Linked DNA regions of Mus musculus: all the other regions are linked to region 2. The links are chromatin contacts, called in public Hi-C and HiChIP or PLAC-seq maps. All regions are on one chromosome and are shown on one strand. The core of a region is the stretch at or near the end of the contact, and the rest is flanking DNA. Distances in the headings are between cores, read along the strand shown.

Region 1 (2,700 bases), core at 62-2,561, 140 kb after region 2:
CGAGTCACTGGACTCTGTCCTCTGCAGGGGCCTGACCCAGCTGGAGCCACCAACTAGGCTACTTCACCTTCACCGCTTCCTTCTTTCCAGTGGCCTTCTATGACCAACACCTCTCCTCTCCTCTCTGAGCTCACAGCTTCTATCATTTCATTAACTTACTTTCAGGGACATAACACAGCTTGAGTAGTCTTTTGGGCACAGGCAGGCCTGAGATATAAGGCCTCCAGCGTTAGGCTGAGCATCGGAGTCCTAAACAAGGGCCTGGAACAAGCGCCTGCTGTCATCTGTCTGCAAATCGGAGGAGACGAGGTTTCCCTGTTTTACACAATATCCATGACCTTCAAGACAGAGTAGTCTTCTGCTACACAGAGGATCAGAAACCAAAGCTAAGGACTGGGACTGGGTTTGGAGTTTTCATTATTAGATACATCCAGAAGCAAGACAGAGGGTAGGACACAGGCTAATGTATTTATGCAGAGCTGGCAATGAACTGTTTGGCAGGCGTGCCCTGTGGCCCATGGTGACTTACCTTCACCTCCTTCTCAATATAGTCGCTCAGCAGTCTGTCTGGCTCGACGCGCTCAGGTAACGCCAGCACCACAGTGTGCAGAGGGCGCCTCTCTGTCACCTTCTCATGGGCTTTCTTATCTCTACTCTTTTCACCTTTTAGGAATACTCGTTTAAATGGCGACACAATTCCAGGCTGCAGGCAGAAATGGCAATGATTGGAGTTCATTATTCACACATTTGTGTTGTACCTACCACTAACAAACAGAGTTAGCACCGTCGCCATGAAAATAGGACTGTGCACAGCAGCCTATGAGAAAGGACCAACATGAGGCTGAGGCATGGCTCTGGAGCCAGCTCAGACTCTGCACAAGGACAGACAGGCCTGTTAAGTGGCTGTCACACTCAGAAGGCAACTCACTGTCATTTGGGGAACAGTCCCCCAGAAGAGAGCCACACAGCAGAGTTCCAACTCCTGCCAGCTCTGTGAGCCATGTCATCTCAGCTCTGAGGTGCAAGTGGGACAGGGAGGGCTGCCACCCACAAGGCCTCTGTCTCAGCAGCCAAGGCCACATGAGCTCTAAGGAGCCCAGGCGCTAACTGAGCCCCAGGTTCTCATGCAGCCCCTTCCCTCAGGCAGGGCTCCAAGGCAGCCACTAACCTCACAGCCTCACCCCTGCTGGATGTGAGCTTAGTACCGAGGCTTTGAAGACTCGACCTGTAATCAAAATGAACTTGTGGGCCAGGGAGAGGGGAATCAAACCTAGTGCCTCCTAAACAACCGCAACAGAAGCTATCCCCCACTCTGTGGAAAGATGGCGCTGCCAGCCATTCTTTGTCACTCAGAGAAACACTTAAATACATCATCTACAGCATCAGCTCAGAGGCCAAAGACACGAGCAATGAAAGGAGGAGATGATACCCTAGCTGTTTTCTCTCTGCAAGAGACATCTCTCCTACACTCACCCACTATGTTCCTGGCAGCCAGGCAGCAGCTGGGAAACTACAGCAGGCTCAGCTCTGACCGTCCCTCCCCCCAAGCTAGTAACAAACAAAAAACGGAGAGAATAAGTTATCAGGCAAGACTCACATGGCCAAGGCTCCCAGGAGATGCCGCATGTGGCTACTTCCCAGCCTCACTCTTAGGCTCAGCTCTCAGCACCAGGCATGAAACCAACAATCAAATAAGACTCACCCAGCCTCAGAAAATTACCCTGACACCTTTCCTGTGCCTGTGCCTGTGCCCTCCTGCTGTGGACAGCTTCCCTGCCTCCTTAGCTTCACATCCTTGGTCCTTGTTATCTTGGTTTTATTCCATTGATCTACTAAGATGGGCACAGATCCAGGAGGCCCATCCGACAAGACAGCAGCATGAGTCTCGGTGTTAGAGCTGTGCACGCCCAGCCGTCATGCCTGCTGCTCTCCCCACAGGCTTTCCGCCAGGCTCAAGGCTCAACTCCTCTGTGGTGGTCTGAGCTATCCTGATTCTTTCCCATACAAGGATATGAGCTGAGCTATGGTCTCTAAAATGAGCTATGATTGTTGCATGTTCCATGTTCTCATGAACAATCCATGCGATAGCTACAGAGAGCTGAGCTGATTATATTTGATTATAATGGAAAACGGTGTCAGCAGTTATTTCCGTTACTGTTTTTACTCACAACAATCCATCTCCTCTTCAACGGCTGTCTTTACAGCCCAGCACCAAAGCCTCAGACTGTCTTCCACTCACACTAGATAATGACCCATGACCACCCACCCGACTCTGAATCCAAAGTAGGAAAAGATTGTGACCCACGGCCCTGTAAATATTAAAATATTCCACTCATGGGAGCTGATTCTATCACCAGGCATCTGCCTCTGTGACCTAGAATGGTCTGTCATTGACCCTGTAGTCCTATCTTGATCAGTACACACATACATACGCACACACACATGCATGCACGCACACATAAACGCTTGTGTTCACACATGCAGGGCAGTTTCCTGCACTCACTGCTGGTGTGGAAAAGAGAGAGAGATAAGATGACAGGAACTCCAGAGCTGTAGCTGAGTGTTGAGCACAGGCACTTCCGCTACTTTTTTGAGACGTCTCCAACAGCTCAGGCTAGCTTCAAACCCACTGTGTGGCTGAGGAGACGGAGCGTCAGTCCTGTCTCCTGGTCCCAAGGACTACGGCTAGGATTCCAACAT
Region 2 (2,700 bases), core at 143-2,642:
AAGGCTGTCACGGTGCCCCATACCCTGGGAATTTTACCAAGGATTGACTCTCTCTCTCTCTCTCTCTCTCTCTCTCTCTCTCTCTCTCTCTCTCTCTCTCATTTTTCAAGACAGGGCCTCTCTGTGTATCGTTGGCCCTTCTGGAACTCACTCTGTAGACCAGGCTGGCCTCGACCTCAGAGATCTGCCTGACTCTGCCTCCCAGGTGCTGGGATTAAAGGCTTGTATCACCACTGTGTCTTCTTATCAGAAATATCTGACTGTCTTGTCATCTTTCCTACTCACATACGAGTTCAACAGAATGTCAGCTGCCTGATCACCAGGGATTCTAAGGAACTGAGACTCTTAAGAGAGTCCATGACATGGGATGAGTGCCAGTCAGCCCTTGCTCCAACAGGTCCAGACCCAGAAGGAGGGCATGTCTCTGGGCTAGGAGCAGCTGGCTGCTGGGTTTGCAGAAGAAATGCCATGTGCTGGAGGTGGACCTAATGATCAATGACCCACGTCAGTTCATGAGGCATCCACAGCCCTCCCAGGTCACAGCTCACTCAGCTGGGGACTGACCCCCCCCTCCCCGTGAGTTCCATGCAAGGGGTGTTTGTAGAAACACATGCATCCTGGTGTCTTTGCAGATCCATGCCACAACTCAGAAATCACTTCCTTTTCAACCGTGAGTGGAAATTATCACCTTTCAGTGTGGCGCTTAGCTGCCAGCCAGTCAGGGGACATGTCTATTAAGAAATACAATCTACCTCCCTCAGGAGTGATACAGCTCTTCATTTAAAAGGTTTTCCTGGTTTTATTGATTAACAGGGCCTAGAGGGTACTTACACACAAACCCTAGGGAAGGAAGGTGAGGAGGGGCGTTCTAAAGCTCCAGGTTCAAATATGCCACTCTTTCAAAGCTTGTGAGTTCTGCCAGCAGGGTCAACTCCATCTCAGATGGGAACAAACAGAATGGGACCCACCTCCAGCCAACTGCAAATTTAGAGGCTGTTGCTAAGCTACCAAATAAGAAGTCAGGAGATGCAATTTCATGCAGTCTTGAATTAAAAGAGAAAAGCTTGAAGATCTTAGACATGATTCAAAGGATGTTACTAAGATTCCTAAAACACAAATGATTGTACAAAGATTACAAAAACTAATCAGTTCAGTATTATACATCACGGCTCATAACTTATTTGATTTTTTGTTTGATATTTTAAAAATTGCCACCCCTTTAATGTAGCACAGTGTGCAGTATAATACACAAAGTGTGTGTTTATCGTCTATTAATCTCATCCACTTTGAACGTCTCAAACTTCCTGTTCTATGTTCCTGTGGTCTATGAACCACTATCATTTTAAGAGCTGTTTGATGTTTAGGGTTATGAGAGTATAGTTACATTTTGAGCTAGGGTGAATTATACCTAACGGCTTTGTTTGGCTTTCATCGCTTCTTGTAGATGTCATGTTGCTGCCGACAGGGGAGGCCCAGAGCCACTTCTCTAACAGCTGTGGTGTCAGCAGCAAGGATGTGGCTCTCAAGGTCAACTTAAATGTAATTCCCAAGATCCTTAAGTGGATTTAAGTCCCTGATTTATTCCTGAAGGGTCTTTGATTGTCTGTGAACTTTTTCAAAGAATCCACAAAAATAGGACAGAAGACATTCCAGAGGCCCGGACTGTCGTAGACATGCTTGCCCACACAAAGCAGATACTTTCTTCTGTGGTTCCCATTGGGAGGCCATTTGTGTGCATGAGTCTTCTTTGTGACAGCTTCTATGTTGCAGTAACAAACCATCATGACCAAAAGCGTTTGGAAGAGTTTTTGCCACAGTTCCCAAGGGCCGGATGTCCGACACTGCGGGAAAGGTATGGCAACAGAAGCAGGAAGCTGAAAATCACATCTCAGTGGCACGTGGGAAGCAGAGAAAGCAAACCGGAAGTAGGGTACGACTAAAAACTCTCAAATCCCACCACCAGTGATGTACTTCCTCCAAGTAAGGCTCCAGATCCTACCAACTCCGCAAACAGCAGCACCATCTGCAGGCCCAGTGCTTGAACACCTGATCTCCAGGGTAGAGTCTGCCTTTAAACCACCACATGAAATGGACAAGAAAATAGAATCCAGAACACCTGGACCATATTAGGAATTCCTGTGCTGAGTAGGGATGGGAAGAGGACAAAGTCCCGAGTGAATGTGTATAGTTGACGAAGGCACAGCTATGTCGAGGATCTATGGGAATGGCGAGGCCTTCCCTAGGTCAGGCTCAGGGACTTCCTCCTCCAGGAAGTGACTGCAGCCTGAGACTTCTCCCCTACAGAGATCAGCTAGCCCACCTCCTCACTATGCTGCATATAATAGATGCGCTGAGTTTTTGCACTGCTTGCTGGTGTGTCTCCATCAGAGTGCATGGTGCACAGGATCCCAGCCTTTGCGGGGGGGGGGGGGGGGGGGCTGTTTCTCCATTCCCCACCCCCAACCCATCAGACCAATCCCAAAGCTCTGCAGGTCACATCCAGGGAGAACAAGAAATGCCAACAGATGGAGGTTTATAAACAGACTACCACAGACAGAAAAAGCCAGCCTGGTAGCAGCTCTGAAGACACACTGACAGCCATTACTGCTAAAGCGTAAATTTTAAAGTGAAATGTCACTTATACCCAATAGGATCAACACAAATATAGAAAGCTGTGTACCACCAAGCTGTGGCTAAGCT
Region 3 (2,700 bases), core at 1-2,500, 180 kb after region 2:
CTGGATGAGAGAACGAAGCTGAGCATATGCAAGAGGGTCCTACCAAAGGCTAGCCCACTAGAGGGCTGGAGAGTGTACTCTTCCGCTCCCTTGTCACTGTGGGGAGGAATCGCAGGGTGCCGAGTCCCCACCACTGCCTCATCTGCTGGGTCAGGCAGGAAGTCTTTATGGTTTAAACTCTATTGTGGCCACCCCTGGCTGATGTTGAGCTCTGGGGCAGCGATGTTCAGCTGGGTAACCACGAGAGGCCAAGAAATATCTGTTGGCACGCCTTTAATCCCAGCACTTGGGAGGCAGAGGCAGGCCGATTTCTGAGTTCGAGGCAAGCCTGGAGCCTGGTCTACAAAGTGAGTTCCAGGACAGCCAGGGCTATACAGAGAAACCCTGTCTCGAAAAACCAAAAAAAAAAAAAAAAAAAACCAAAATAATAATAATAAAAGAAATATCTATTGGGCTAGAGAGATGGCTCAGAAGTTAAGAGCACTGACTGCTCCTGCAAAGGTCTGCAGTTTACGGCCACCCAGCCCTCTAGCCCTCTGCAGACACCCAGCATGCATATGGTGCACTTATACATGTAGACAAAGCACTTGTACACAAAATAGATGTTTAAAACGTTTTAAAAGAAGCATCCTGCCAGGCGTGGTGGCACATGCCTTTAATCCCAGCACTTGGGAGGCAGAGGCAAGTAGATTTCTGAGTTCAAGGCTGGCCTGGTCTACAGAGTGAGTTCCAGGACACACAGAGAAACCCTGTCTTGAAAAACCAAAAAAAGAAAGAAAGAAAGAAAGAAAGAAAGAAAGAAAGAAAGAAAGAAAGAAAGAAAGAAGAAGAAGCATCCTTTCTTACTGAGCCTGGTATAATCCTAGCTACTTTGGGGAGGCCAGCTTGGACTACAGAGATAGAAGAAAGAAAGAAAGAAAGAAAGAAAGAAAGAAAGAAAGAAAGAAAGAGAGAGAGAGAGAGAGAGAGAGAGAGAGAGACGGAAAGAGGGAGGGAGCAAAGGAAGGAAGGAAGACAGACAGACAAGGGGAGGGAGAATTCCAGCCTGCCCGTAATCTTTGGAGTGCTTGGGATTACAGACAGGTATGGCCAAACCTAGCTTGGGAAGAGCTTTAAGGAAGCCAGTAAAGACCCCATCAGGACAGACAGTTAGGCATGGACCTTGTGGGCCAGGGAGCAGGAAGCAGTGTCTGAAGCACCAAGGCAGGGGAGTAGCAATGGGCAGGGCCAAACTCCCCGGGCAGAACCCACTTCCTACTTTACTGAAGTACTGCAGTAGTCAGGCAGGGCTGGGCCTCCCCTTTCTGCCTTCCCCTTCACCTCTGTACAGAAAGCTCTGGCGACCTGCCTTGGATGCTTGCAGTGGGCAGGATGGAGGACGAAGAAGGCCCTGAGTATGGGAAACCAGACTTCGTGCTTTTGGATCAACTGACCATGGAGGACTTCATGAAGAACCTAGAGCTCAGGTAGATGTGAGGTGGGGGTGGGGATGCGGTACTGGGCTTCTTTCCTTCCTTTCCTCCCTTATCATCCACACAGACCTGAGAGAAGCCCTGAAGGTACCCTGGTCCCATCGTCAGGAATGGGGACAAGGCTACACATACCTAGACAATACAGGCTGAAATGATAGCATCTCCAGGAGATAATGGCCACTCAGAAAGTAACCAGCTGTCAGGAATGGAGCTGCCCAGCCACCCTCACAACACCCTGGTTGACAAGCCCAGAGTCCTGAGGAAGACAGGCAAAGGCATGGGGACCAGGAATGTACTGCATCTCCTCTCTGTCACCTGCTGATGCTTTCCCCCTGGGTCCCATGTGTGACCCGACTTGAGTTTCCTTAGGAACTCCAAAATGAAGTGCCCTCCACCCCAGAATCGCAATAATCGAAGCAAGCTGATATGATGCTGATATGATGTTCTGGGTTGGGAGTTGTTCATGGGAGGGGTCACAGGCTAGGACTAGGAGAATTGACAGTGCAGCCTGCTTTCTCACTGAAAAAAGCAGGGAGGGGTCCAGGAGCTAGAAGCACAGCATGTTAAATGGCCTTGTGTGCGGCTGGACTTCATACACACCTCCTAGGGAGGATTGTTGTGTGCTAGGAAGCTCCTTAGAGAGCAACTGGGGACCAGGAATCTCACTAGGTGCAGAGATGGAGGTCCTAGGCTGCCACATGGAGAGCTTTATCCAGGAAATGAGTTCAATGCTTTGTTAGACTGCCTCATTCTCTCGAAAAGCAAGCTCACAAGCATGCCCTCCATGCTTTGTATGCTGAGCCGAGGAAGACAGTGGCTGCAGGTCACAAAACTTGTAGTCCCAGGGCGTGACTTGTCAGAGGGGGCAGAGAAAGAGGAACCCTGAAGAGGCCTGCCTGGGGTTGAGCGGGCCCCACACACCGAGAGGACAGTTGGGGCCCCAAGGAGGCTAGTACTCCTCCCAGAGCACAAAACCCAAGAGAGGTACAGCCCTAGGTTCCTGCTTCTAATATGGTTAGTAAACGGAAGGGTGGAGGAGTTTGAGATGTGCTGGAGAGGGACGGTGGCCATGGCTGGGGTTGCAAAGACTAGCAAATCACCACGCTATGATTTGGGTGGGGCAGGGCGAGTCCCCTTCCGGATCTGGTCCCGCCTAGACTCTGAGACAGGAAACAACCAAGCCCCCCACCCCCCCCACCCCCCACTCTCTGGAAGAGTCCCCTTTTCA

What was found. Hi-C and Micro-C count contacts between places; a contact is called where the count stands out from the background. HiChIP or PLAC-seq counts read pairs in DNA pulled down with a chosen protein or histone mark.
Region 1: a Hi-C map of CD4 T cells shows a contact between it and region 2, with 2.6 times the contacts expected there. The contact joins two enhancer-like sites. A contact is called at or near these places in 2 of 484 Hi-C or Micro-C datasets (CD4 T cells and regulatory T cells) and 1 of 9 other capture datasets (liver).
Region 3: a contact with region 2 is called in a Foxp3 HiChIP or PLAC-seq map of regulatory T cells, with 4 times the contacts expected there. The contact joins the promoter of Myo1g here to the enhancer-like site in region 2. A contact is called at or near these places in 1 of 484 Hi-C or Micro-C datasets (regulatory T cells), 3 of 115 datasets of contacts at active chromatin or transcription factors (CD8 T cells, memory CD8 T cells and regulatory T cells) and 2 of 9 other capture datasets (adipose tissue and liver).

What each region holds. Positions count from the first base shown.
Region 1 is chr11:6,567,967-6,570,666 of GRCm38.p6, reverse strand. It overlaps Ccm2 (cerebral cavernous malformation 2), which reads right to left. Exons shown (of 10, transcript NM_146014.3): 2 at 530-703. Among named protein-coding and RNA genes, the nearest start is that of Ccm2, 22 kb to the right of the region's middle. Within about 2 kb of position 1,311, at least 104 of the 459 cell types and tissues checked have an H3K27ac peak or open chromatin away from gene starts, as enhancers often do. A contact at or near this core is called in regulatory T cells, where this site is marked.
Region 2 is chr11:6,703,698-6,706,397 of GRCm38.p6, reverse strand. No RefSeq gene overlaps it. Among named protein-coding and RNA genes, the nearest start is that of Gm39575, 10 kb to the right of the region's middle. Within about 2 kb of position 1,392, at least 32 of the 459 cell types and tissues checked have an H3K27ac peak or open chromatin away from gene starts, as enhancers often do. A contact at or near this core is called in CD8 T cells, memory CD8 T cells and regulatory T cells, where this site is marked.
Region 3 is chr11:6,519,508-6,522,207 of GRCm38.p6, reverse strand. It overlaps Myo1g (myosin IG), which reads left to right and starts at 1,250. Exons shown (of 22, transcript NM_178440.4): 1 at 1,250-1,466. The coding sequence starts at 1,354.